Linked DNA regions of Manis pentadactyla: region 1 is linked to region 2. Evidence: chromatin contacts called from public Hi-C data. All regions are on one chromosome and are shown on one strand. Each heading gives the region's core, a stretch centred on a gene start, on an enhancer-like site or on the middle of the called end of the contact. The rest is flanking DNA. Distances are from core to core; before and after follow the strand shown.

Region 1 (5,604 bases), core at 1,384-3,883, 400 kb after region 2:
AACCCTGCTAACACCTTAATCTTGAACTTCTGGCCTCCAGAACTGCAAGAATGTGTGATGATGACCTCTTCACTCCATCTTACCCTCCTGCTCCCATGGTCGCCCCTTGAACTGTGTTACTGCTGAAATAGAGCCATTTCTGAAATCAGTAACTGACACATCCCTGTGTGCTCCCACTGTGACTACCTGTTGGTCCTTACAAGTCCACTGTCTCTTACTTTCTCCCTATTCACCTTCCACCTTACCCAGTTCCCAGTCCATAGACTACCACTGCAGCACCACACTCGCTGAACCTGGGAGTTCCCTGCTGCTCTGCCTTCATAGCAGCTGCCTGGATGAACCATCTTCCTGCACCTTCTGGACAGCTGAGTCTTGGGGAGAAAGATGCAAGGCAAACTGGTACCTCTGTACACTTACAGAGGTTGCCAACCTTTACCAGGCTTGCCCTTAACACTGCTCATTTCTGGTTCACTTGAAATTATGTCCAACCATGTTTAACTCTCCTCAAACCCCAGGCCTTCCACCTCTCTCTCTCTCTCTCTCTGTCTCTCAGCAGATTCTCTTTCCTTCTAATTCACTGAGAAAATAAAGGTACTCTCCCAACTTCTTGCTACGCATCCATCTTCGCTCCTAAAGCCAGCCACCCTATTTGACCTCATTCCCACTGATTAGCCTTCTTATGGAGATCCCTTCTATTGGTTTTTTAAACATGCTCATCTTTTCTCCCAGTAACAACTACCAAAAATCTTTCCCTGGGCCCCACAACTTCTGCAGCTATTGCTCTAGGCCTCCTTTCTTTTCCCCAGACATTTTGAGAGGTGTGTCTCCTCAGGGACTGCATTTGCTCATGTCCCCTCCCACAGGGTCCACTGCAGTATGACTTCTGCCTCCATCATTTGACCAGAACATCTCTGGCTGAGGTCGTCGGTGTCCTTCATGTCACGGTCTGCCTTCTCAGCTGCATGAGGTACTGCACTCCCTCTCCTTATTGACACCCCTCCCCTGACTCCTAAGACACCTGGCTGGCTGTCCTACCTGTCCAGCAGTCTTTCTGAGGTTTTGCAGGCTCATCCTCTGGTCAGCCAGCAAACCTCCCAGCTCTGTCCCAGATGCCTGCCTCGCCCACCCTACCCTCCAGTCTTCCCTGGGAGATCTCATCTGCACAGCTTCCATTTCCACCCATACCCAGAGAGGTGCACCTTCAACTGTCATCTTTCTTCTAGTTGCAGATGCATGTATCTAACTGACACATGATGTTTCAACAGTACCTCAAACTCATCATCTTCCTCACTCCCCACCCCTCCAACCTGGTCTTGGTTCAGAATTCCCCATGTCAGTATCACCACTATCTGTCCAGGTGCTGAAGCCAGCAAACCAGGAATCATCCCTGTCCCCTCCTGCCCTTCACCATACCTCATCTCTATCCATTTCCACGTGCATTGATTTGTTTTCCAAAACCTCTGTTTTGTGCACATCTTTCCATGGCCCTCCCAGTCCAAGCTTTCCTTGCTCTCCTGGGTTATGGAAATACTTCAAAGGCAATAGCCACCCCATCCCTGCAATCTGCTCTGTATGCCAGAGCTACAGTCATCCATCCAAAAACAGTTTCTCACCGTTCTTAGGATAAAACCCCAAACCTTTACCACAGCCAAATGTCCTGGCCCCTGCCCAGCTCCCCAGTGTCATTCACAACAGACTTCGACTTGCTTTCTGCTCTCTGGCTATTTGAGCCTTTGTCCAGTTTCTTAAACGCCGTCAGTGGCCTCCTCAGGCCTCAGGGCCTTTGCACAGGCTGTTCATCACCCTGGAGTGCTCATCCTCTCTCCCTGATCCTTCAAACCTCCACTTAAATGAGAGCCTTTCCTGACCCCCTAATTGTGGGCAGGCTGCCTGTGAGATGCTTACACAGCACATGAGCCTTTACATACAGGCCTCATCATACTTATCCCATAATCTTTCCTAATGAACAGCATCTTTCTCCCTCAAACCATGGGCTCCCTTAGAGCCGCTTTGATCATTGTTGAATCTCCAGAAATTAGCAGGGCGCTCGGCACATAGCGGCTATCCTGATTAAATATTGCTGGACGAACAAGTGTGAACAACCCATCTGCTATACTGAAGTTCACGGGGGTAAAGTCCCCGGCTTTGGAGGTTTAAGAAAACCACTTTCTAAAGAGAAAAGTATAAGGGTTAATATTTAAAACAAAACTGACTTTAGACCCACCAGCGTCATAATAGAAATCACCATGGACTGAGCCTCCACTGTGGGATACACTATGTTTACATTAGCTCATTCATTTCCCCAAATGCCAGACAAGGTAGATACCAATTATTAGCATACCCTGTTAAACATCAGGAACCCAAAGCTGTGGGAAATTAGGTTTACTTTGTAAGTTAAACTGTCCTGTAGGGGCTGATGCAATAGAAGCGGGGGTCTAGGACTAGAGCATTGCTACCCAGCCCTGCCTCAGTCCACCCCCACCTCCCCTGCCCTCCTCCTCCCGGCCCCGCCCCTCCTCCTCCCGGCCCCGCCCCGGCCCTAGCTGCGGCTGCCCCCAGGGCGGGGGAGCGGTGCCTGCAGTACCCTCCGTGGCCGCGCGGGGCAGCCTCGCGGCTCGGGCCTGGCCGCTCTGCGCCGCGCTGCTCGCTCGCCCTCGGACTCGGCTCCGGCTGCCAGCGGCCGCCCTGCCTGCGCCCAGCTCCGATTCGCCGGGCTCCCCGCGCCGGACCCAGCACCTCGGCTCTCCCGGGCCGGACCGAGGCCGCAAGCAGCGCCGCGGGGTGCGGGGCGGACCCAGGAGATGAAATGACAACGTCAACCCTCCAGGTACCTCGGTGCGGCTGGGCCCAGCTTGCGGAGGCCGAGAGAGGCGCGACGGGGCCTAAGGGCCGGCACCCCGGCGGGCAGCCGAGCGGCCTCCCAGCACCTCGGCCTCGCGGTACCCGCCCCGCCTCCGCCTCCGCCCGTTTCTGTTTTCACGCGCTCGGAGCCAAGGGCCGCCTCCCGCCCCCAACGTGCGGCCCCTGGCCGAGCCGAGCCCTGAGACCGCTACATGCAGCCCCCGCCCCTCGACCGCCCCGGGCATCGGCCACACCGGGCCTCCCAGGCGCCGCTCTGGAAGCTCGGGCCCGCGGTCTGACTCCTCTCTCTCCCTCGAGGAACTGCCTCCCCTTGAATAAGCCCCCTCTGTTGCTCCGGTTTCCTCTTCTCGGTCAACGACCCTTCATTTATTCCCTAGATCGTGCTGGGTGGGCTGGGGTGGCGCGACCTGGATGCATGACTGACCCATCCGCCAGGTGCTGCCAGTCCGGCTGGGCCGGAAAAACATAAACGTGCTCCGGCCTCAGACCTGGGTTTCTTTATGGGCTCTGCCACTCACGAGCATGTGACCTTGGGCTAGTTATTTGATCTTGGAATTTCGGGTTTCCTGTCAGTAAAATGGGTTAATACTCATTAGAGTTGTTGTGACAGTGGCTCTAGTTTGAGTAATTCAGGTAAAGCATTCTTAACACAGTATCTTTTACCTAGTAAGTGCTCAGTAAGTGATGGCAGGTGAAGTTGCTTGGGAAGTTAAGCAAGACTTCATGGAAGAAGGGCATTTGGGGGATCAGCAAAGGATGGAAGGATGGGTTGTAATCACATACCTGGAGGTAGAGAAGGGATGGTTACTGTAGATAGAGGAAAGAGTGGAAACAGGCATGGAATAAGTTGGGGTACTAGCCTAGGAAGTAGCTGGAGGTACAAAGCCAGACCCCACCATCCACCAGCAGGTCTGCCTTCACAGGGTTGGGGAAACCATGGCTTGCAGATTCCCCCTGCCCCATTTTTGTATGGCCTGTGAGCTGATAAGAATATTTTTTCACATTAAAAGAAAAACAGCTTTATTAAGATAAAACTCACATACCACACAAATCACCTATTTAAAGTGCACAATTCAATGTTTTTAGTATATTTACAGAGCTGTTCAACCATCCCTACAGTCACTTTTAGAACACGTAAGTCATCCCAAAAAGAAATCCCACTTCCTTTAGCCATCATCTCCTAAGCCCTCTATTCCTCCCCAACCACTAAATCTACTTTTTGTCCCTATGGATTTGCCTATTCGAGGCACCTCAGGTAAGTGGAATCATATACTATATATGGTCCTTTGTGACTGGCTTCTCTCACTTAACATGTCAGAGGTTTTTAAAGAGGCTGAATAAAGGATATTTTGTGACATGTGAAAATCATGAAATTCAAATTTCAGTATCTATAAATAAAGTTTTATTGGAACACATCCCTGCTCATTTGTTTATGTATTGTCTATGGCTGCTTCTGGACTACAAAGGCCAAGTAGTTGCTACAGAGATTATATAGCTAAGAAAGCCTGAAATACTTACCATGGTCCTTTACAGAAAGTTTGCCGGCTCGTCTTCCTCCTCTACCCCTTTCTCTCATCCTCATTCTTTGCCCTGTGTGTTACTAGAGATTCAGCAGGGCTGGCAGTTCGTTTGTCACCTTTCCCTCGTGTTAGGCAAAACTATTCCCCCTCCAAATTGCAGCTGAGGTCTCTTGCATGTGAAAAACTGTATGTGCTAATGTGTTCTTAGGTACATAATAGAGAATCTAGAAGGAGGGAGGGGATGGGTCTGCTCTGCCCAATGGGGGGCAGAGCCTACCTGGAGTATTGTTCTGTGCCCTACCTTTCAAAAGGACAGACCCAAGCAAGAAGGCAAACAGAGTGAGAATGTCCAAGGAAATGGGGGTGTTTGTTCTGGAGAAGAGAAGGCACTGGGGGTAGGAGCATCCCTTTCACATCTCTTGGGAAGGGCCTTCATGGGTGAGAGAGCAGACAAATAAAGCTTGTGCTTAAGCCAGTCATCCAAGAAGGCTCAGGGCTCCTAGCCATTCTCTGTTTGTAGGTAGAGGAGGGAGCTGACGCTTGAAAATATCCAACACTGTTACCTTTCATGTCTTCAACCTGGTGAGTTCATTTAACATGACCTGGCCTAACCTGCCCCAGTCTGTTTTTTAGAGCTATCTGTGTCTTTCGTTGTGAGACTTACTAACTTCCAATGAGGAAGGGCTGCACAAATGCCCAGGCCCTGCCAAGAGCTGGTCAGGAGGCTTATTGTTCACTATGGATGGAACTGTATGTATATAGCGGGATCTGCCTGCTTGGTGTCTAGTGCTATATCAGCTTGAGGAGGATAATTCTGGAAATAACTTCCTGGGTTGGTGAAGCCATGGTTTCTAAAAGTGGGTATGTAGGTGTGGGGCAGCTGTCTGAAAGATCCAGCCTACTTGACATTCCAGTCTAGTACACAGGAATACAGAATGTATGAGATTCACAAAGACACTCTCATAGAGTTCTTAGAAGGTTCCAGAGGCCCATTCCCCTGAATTGGTAGCACATATATGCCTCTAGAATAAGCAAGCTTACTGGCAATGTCTCTCTTCCTCCCAGAGCTACTGATGTGTTGACTCATGTGGCTAAGCATCCCTTCCCTAGGTATCAACTTTAGGAAACTCTTCTCAGCCTCAATAAGCAAGTAGGGCTGGTAGAAGGAAGTAGTGATCCCTTTAAGTCCATCTCGTAAAACCCAGGTCAATGAGGGACTTTC
Region 2 (5,771 bases), core at 1,406-3,905:
CCTTAAGTTCCTGATTATGGGGTCCTTTTTGTCTGACTTTAAATCAGTAGAACACATTTTGCATGAATACAGACCTGTGTGTGTGTGTGTGTGTGTGTGTGTGTGTGTGTGTGGAACATCCCCATGTGGTTTCTTGCAGCACCCTCTCCAATGTAGCTCCTGTGGGTATTAATTTGAGGGATGTTGAATAGCATGTTACCAGGGGGTCTCCCAGGTGTGCTTCTGTTTTTTAACAAAGCTACCTAGACAAAGTGAGGCAAAGGCTACCAGAATTCCATTCCTGTAAACTAAAATTCCATAAGTGTAAATATCAGATTCTAAGGAAATAGGGTACTTAAAAGCCTACTTGCATGATTTCCTTAGGCCAGGAGAAACCTGAACATGCTTCCTTTTTTTCATGCTTGGGCCTAATATACAGCCTTATAGGCCATAGGCACTCCCCCAACATCCTATCATACATAAAATGTACCCAATGTTCCATGTGGGATATAATTTTTTGCTGTAAAAATTTATAGTATCCTTATGATATTGACTTGATCGTTCAAGTCACTTTGTGGTATCTAAGCCTATAGAGCTCAAAAGATAAAATCTGGCGCCATAATGCTTTGGGATAGAGGACTCTCAGCTCTCCCAACTCTGGGAACCCTCATCACCTGTAAATCCCACACCACTACTGCCCTTAGACTGGGGCTAATAGGGTCCCAGCTCTGGCCCCATGCTTTAAAGGCCCCACCTGGCCTCCTCTACCATGCTCTTCCCCATGGGCAAGGAATCTGCCTAGGGGAATTGCCCACCCCAAATCTTCACCCCTCTTTCCAGACCACACTGCAGGTTCTGGGATCCTGGAATCCCCTGCCCAGCCATCTCTGAGCCTGCTTCCAGAGCTCTCTAGGCCTCTTGGCTCGGTCTGCCCTCTGAAAGCTGCACCATGCTCCCTGTGTGCGCACTCCTAGCCCTAGGGTTTCAAGTGGTAGTTTCTTAGGAGTGTGTGGACAGAGCCTGGATGTGCACGCACAAGCTGGAATGTCCACATGTGTGTGAGTGCAGGATGGAGACACTAGTGAGAAGAAAAAAGGGTCAGGCCAAAGGCAGGGAACTGGCTTCCCCCATCCTGCCATGTCCATCCAGTATGGAGCTCTGACATGAAGTCTGAGAATTCTCAATTCAAATCTGGCATAGTTTTCAAGGTAGGAGTATAAAAAGTATTTAACAATCTATTAATTTGATTTATACTTTGAAATATTTACACATATGGTATACGGCCCTCCATCTTGTATTTTTGGCCCAAACTGTACAAAACTTAGGGGTGGGCCTTTCCCACACAATGCTTTACACCCTTTTCACTAAATGTTTAATACCTTTAAATGACATTTCAAATTTTTTTTTTTCAAATGAACTTGTGTCCAAACATAACTGAAGAAGAATTGTCTTCTTACTGCCAAAGCCTGGGATACACACAATGGCAAGAGCATTATGGTAATATAGTAGGTCATTTATTTCCCCTTTAAAATGTTTTTCTGGTTTAAAGATGTTTTGGCAGGATTTTATTTGAGGAAGAGATGAAGGGGAAGATACAGGTACAATTTATTAAGTGGCACACATTGCTAAATACTTGAAAGCAGTGTCATTTTAACTCCCCAAAATAGCCTTGTGAAAACGATTCTGTTCTCACTTTAGAGAGCAGGAAAAAAATGGTTGACGGATTTGAACTGGAGTTCAGAGACATGGGCATGACCAGGAGGGGCCTGAGAAAGGAGTTAAATGAACAGCTTCTTTCCCCAGTGACATGGGCTGGCATGTGAAGCACAAGGGGCTTCCCCAGAGGCTCAGCAGCTAAATGCTGAAGGGCAGTCATCAATCGTGAGCCCAGGCTAACTCAGGGATGTCAAGGAGAAGCAGGACAGCCTCTTAGGGAGCACTTTTGTAAAGTGGCCGGTGAGCATCGTTGTGAGAATGATATAAGAGATTATTGACTTTTAGTGAAGGGAGAGGCAGGTATGCTAAAGGTCTTGCCCTCAGAAGCACTGTCCTAGATTTGGAGCATGATTTTCAGACAACGTGACTTTTGAAAATCCCACCAGGATTCATGTAGGTGAACACTTGTTTCTGATTATCCAAATCTCAAATGCATTCTGTTTTACATATTAACACCATTTGGAGAGAGGGGGCATGATTTTAGTATACACTTAATTTTCCAGGAATGCATGTAGGTTCAAAGACAGAACTTTTACTGGGAACTCAATCCATTTAAAAAATCACATCATCAATAGCATCAGTTGTTATTATATTCACAATAGTTGTATGTGTGCTTAGCACTTATTTTTATATTTTGCTAATAAAGAAGTTCAACAGTATTCAGTTGAATATTGTTTTACATATCACACTTCATTATTAAACAGGTGTAGAATCTGTTTAGTTCACTGCCTTTTACTGTTTTGGTACTGTAATATTTTCATATTAAATACATATTATATAGTAGTTAATCATATTGCGTTTCTGAAATTGTATGTGAGAGAACGTTGTTAATGATTTTTTTCCTTCCAAGAGATAAAGGGGTCCTGAGGACGTACTTATTTGCCAAGGGGCCATTTCCGACCGAGCCGGCCCCACCACGTGACGCGCACCCTGCCCCCGCCAGCGCCTTCCGCCACACTCAACATGGCGGCGGCGACCCGCCGAGACGCCTGAGCCGGTCACAAGGGGCGTGTTCCACTCCAGTCATGGCGGCCCCCGGACGGGCCGCTGGCAGTAGGGCTCTGGAAATGTGCGGTCTGGGGCGGATTTTGGAGGCGTTGAAGCTGCTGCTGAGCCCGGGAGGTGAGAGGACGGACTTCGGCGCCGGGCTGCACCGGGGCTCTCAGGGCCATCAGTCGTCAAGGGCCGCCCTGCCTCCCGCAGTGTGCGCCCCTCAGGCCTCCCCGCGCCCTCGGGACCCCGAGGCCGCCCCGCCCCGCGCCGGGGAGCTTTGGGTTTTGTCCAGCCTAATACATTTGAGGCTCAAGTAGGGGATGGGACCCATACCAACGCCTCGTGAGCGCTTACCTGGTACCAGACGTTGTGTCAAGCGCCTTGGGTAACATGCTTTCCTTCAGTCCTTACTGCAGCCTTCCAAGGTAGGGCTGCGGAAGGAGCTTCCGCGAGGGTAGGCGCTCGTGCTGTGCAACGTGAGGGCCCAACTTCTGGAGGACCCAGGGTCCGTGTGGACACCGGAGATTTGTACAGTGCTGAGGAGTCCAGGAAAAGGAAGCAGTGGCGTTGGAGCTGGGTTTGGGGAGAGCATGTAGGGGTTCACAGTCTGTGGGAGAGATTTACAGTCACTGTTAATCTTAACGTGGTGGGCTGACAAGATCTTCCCAATCTAGAATCTGAAGGGATCTTGGGAGTGGTTTAGCCTGGCACTCACCATTACAGCTGAGTACACCCAGGGCTCACTGAAGAGATTTAAGTAACCTGCCCCAATCAAGTGGTCACATTAGGCGTAGCACGCAGACCCAGAACCAAGGTTTACCGAAGTCCCTTCTCAGTATGGTGGCTCTGATGTTACCCGAAGCTTTGAGAAAGGACACAATTGAAATAGGACCGTGTGTCATAAATTGGACTGTATATTTTGGAGGAAGGAATTTGTAGGGCGAGCAAAGGTACCTGAAGGGCTGTGAGGTGCGGTTCCAAGTTTTGAGATACATCCCCAAATTACAAAAACTCCTGCAAACATTATACGGTACCTGAGGGAAGTGAAATCAGTAATAATAATAATTGAGTGCCTACTAAGTATCAGTCCCTATAGTATGCTGTTGATGTGTACATACCACTTAACCCTCACAGCAATCCCAATTGATAGGTGTTACTTGTATTCCGTTTGCCAGAAGAAGGAACCAGGACTCAGGAACATTGGAAATTGTTCATTGTGAGTCTATTAGCTGGTAGAGCTAGGATTTGAACTTGGGCACCTTCCACTATAGTATGATAACTGTACTCCTCCCCAGTGAAGAAAAATAAACTGCAAAATACCATTTTAACTTGCTAATCAAGAGGTCACTTGTCTAGCAACTGCAACTATTTAAAACAACTGAGAACAAGGTAAAAAAAACAAAAAGTCTGGAAGTAATCATGTATCAAAGCACATAGACATAAAGCACTTTTATAGAAGACCCTCCCTATAGCTCTAAGAGTATGTGGTGGAGTTACATGCATGTACTATTTAACTTACAAGAATTCAATTCAGTTTATTCATTCCTATTTGAAAAAGTAGTGTAAGTACTGTGATAAAATAATATCATTTGCACATATAGTCTATTATATATTGTATGCATGTGCCTTCTGTTTGATCATATCTGAGGGGCATTAAAAAACACCTGAGCACGAGTACTGAGCTGTCACTGGTGGACAAAGGTGTTCAGGAGACAGGGTGAAAGTATTGGTTAAAATTACATCTCACTGGATTAAACATTTTTGATTTCTCTTTAAGTTGACTACCTTCGAGGTAATTACTGAGAATCAACTTTGTATAGTATTCTGTCCTCAATGCTACAAAGATACATCACAACTTGGGCTCTCAAGCATCTTGTCTGGGGAGATGGTATTATACATATACTCAGTATGGCAAGAGAACCCTAGTGGCGAGTGAATAGTACAGTTAGTAGTTGGGTATAGGAATTGTACAGGGGTGTGGTGGCTGTGGAAGGCTGCAAGAGGAAGATGTCTAGGTGGGACTTACATAAACGAACAAGATACCAACAGTTTTTCACTGTTGAGCCTTCAAAGTTCTGCTACATTAAGCATTTTCTCTTCCCTTGCCTTCCATTTCTATTCTCAGTCCTAGGGCAAATACAAATAGTATCTACACTTCCATTGTTAGAAATTGTGTTCAGCAGAATTTGAAAAGGGTTTGTCAATTTAGTGAAGTTCTGTTAGTACAAAATGGAGGACATCTCAGCAACAGTTTTCTAAAAAATAACTTCTGTACTAAATATAGACTCACTCAACTCTTTCATTAACTTTGAATTAATGGGGGGTGTGGGAGAGCTGGAAATTCTGATAATTTGTAAATAATGAAGCTGTATCACATTTATTCTTGCATGCCATATTGCTTTGAACTTTGAATTTCATAAAATGTACCATACACATTGTGAAGTCTGCTTTTAAATGTCACAAAGCATAGATATTTAAATTGGTGATTAGGAAGAATAAATCATGCTGTTCATGAGGGCAGCATTCCTGAAGTGTGATAGGGATGGATGGGTTTAGGTGGTAATAGAGAAATATTTTGAGGCTGAATAGTGGAGTGGAGTGATCGAGAGCCTGGGCTCTGTCCAGACTGCCCTGAGTTGAATATGCCCTGGGGCAAACAGCTTACCCATAGCCTTCTCATTTGGGAAGAAGAATGTTACAATACCTAACAGAGTTGTGAGGTTAACTTAAATACTTAATGCACTTAGAACAATGTATTAGCTACAGGTAATATGTTTTAAAACATGATTTAATTTGAAGAAGTAATTAAATGAATAAAGCAAATGAAAATACAGTTAGTACTCAGATAAATGGCAAAAATTGTGGAAAGAACTATGTGAGTGAAATTTGGAAAGTATCGTTTTAAGGCAGCAGATCTAAAACTGGCCTTAGCACTCTTTTCACTCAAAAATTGAGAACTTAAATGAGTTTTTCTATGGGTTACACATATCAGTATTTGTTATATTAGAAATTAAGACCTTAAAGAGAAATCTTTTAAATTTATTTAAAAATAACAATAACAAACCCATTTTGCATAATGACAT

Evidence for each region. A called contact is a pair of places that touch in the nucleus more often than the background predicts.
Region 1: a contact with region 2 is called in a Hi-C map of fibroblasts, with 6 times the contacts expected there. The contact joins the promoter of VPS4A here to the promoter of TANGO6 in region 2. A contact is called at or near these places in 2 of 3 Hi-C or Micro-C datasets (fibroblasts and skin fibroblasts).

Annotation. Positions count from the first base shown.
Region 1 is chr15:56,736,962-56,742,565 of mManPen7.hap1, forward strand. VPS4A (vacuolar protein sorting 4 homolog A) reads left to right here and starts at 2,634. Exons shown (of 11, transcript XM_036897738.2): 1 at 2,634-2,827. The coding sequence starts at 2,807.
Region 2 is chr15:56,340,660-56,346,430 of mManPen7.hap1, forward strand. TANGO6 (transport and golgi organization 6 homolog) reads left to right here and starts at 2,656. Exons shown (of 19, transcript XR_008994009.1): 1 at 2,656-2,817.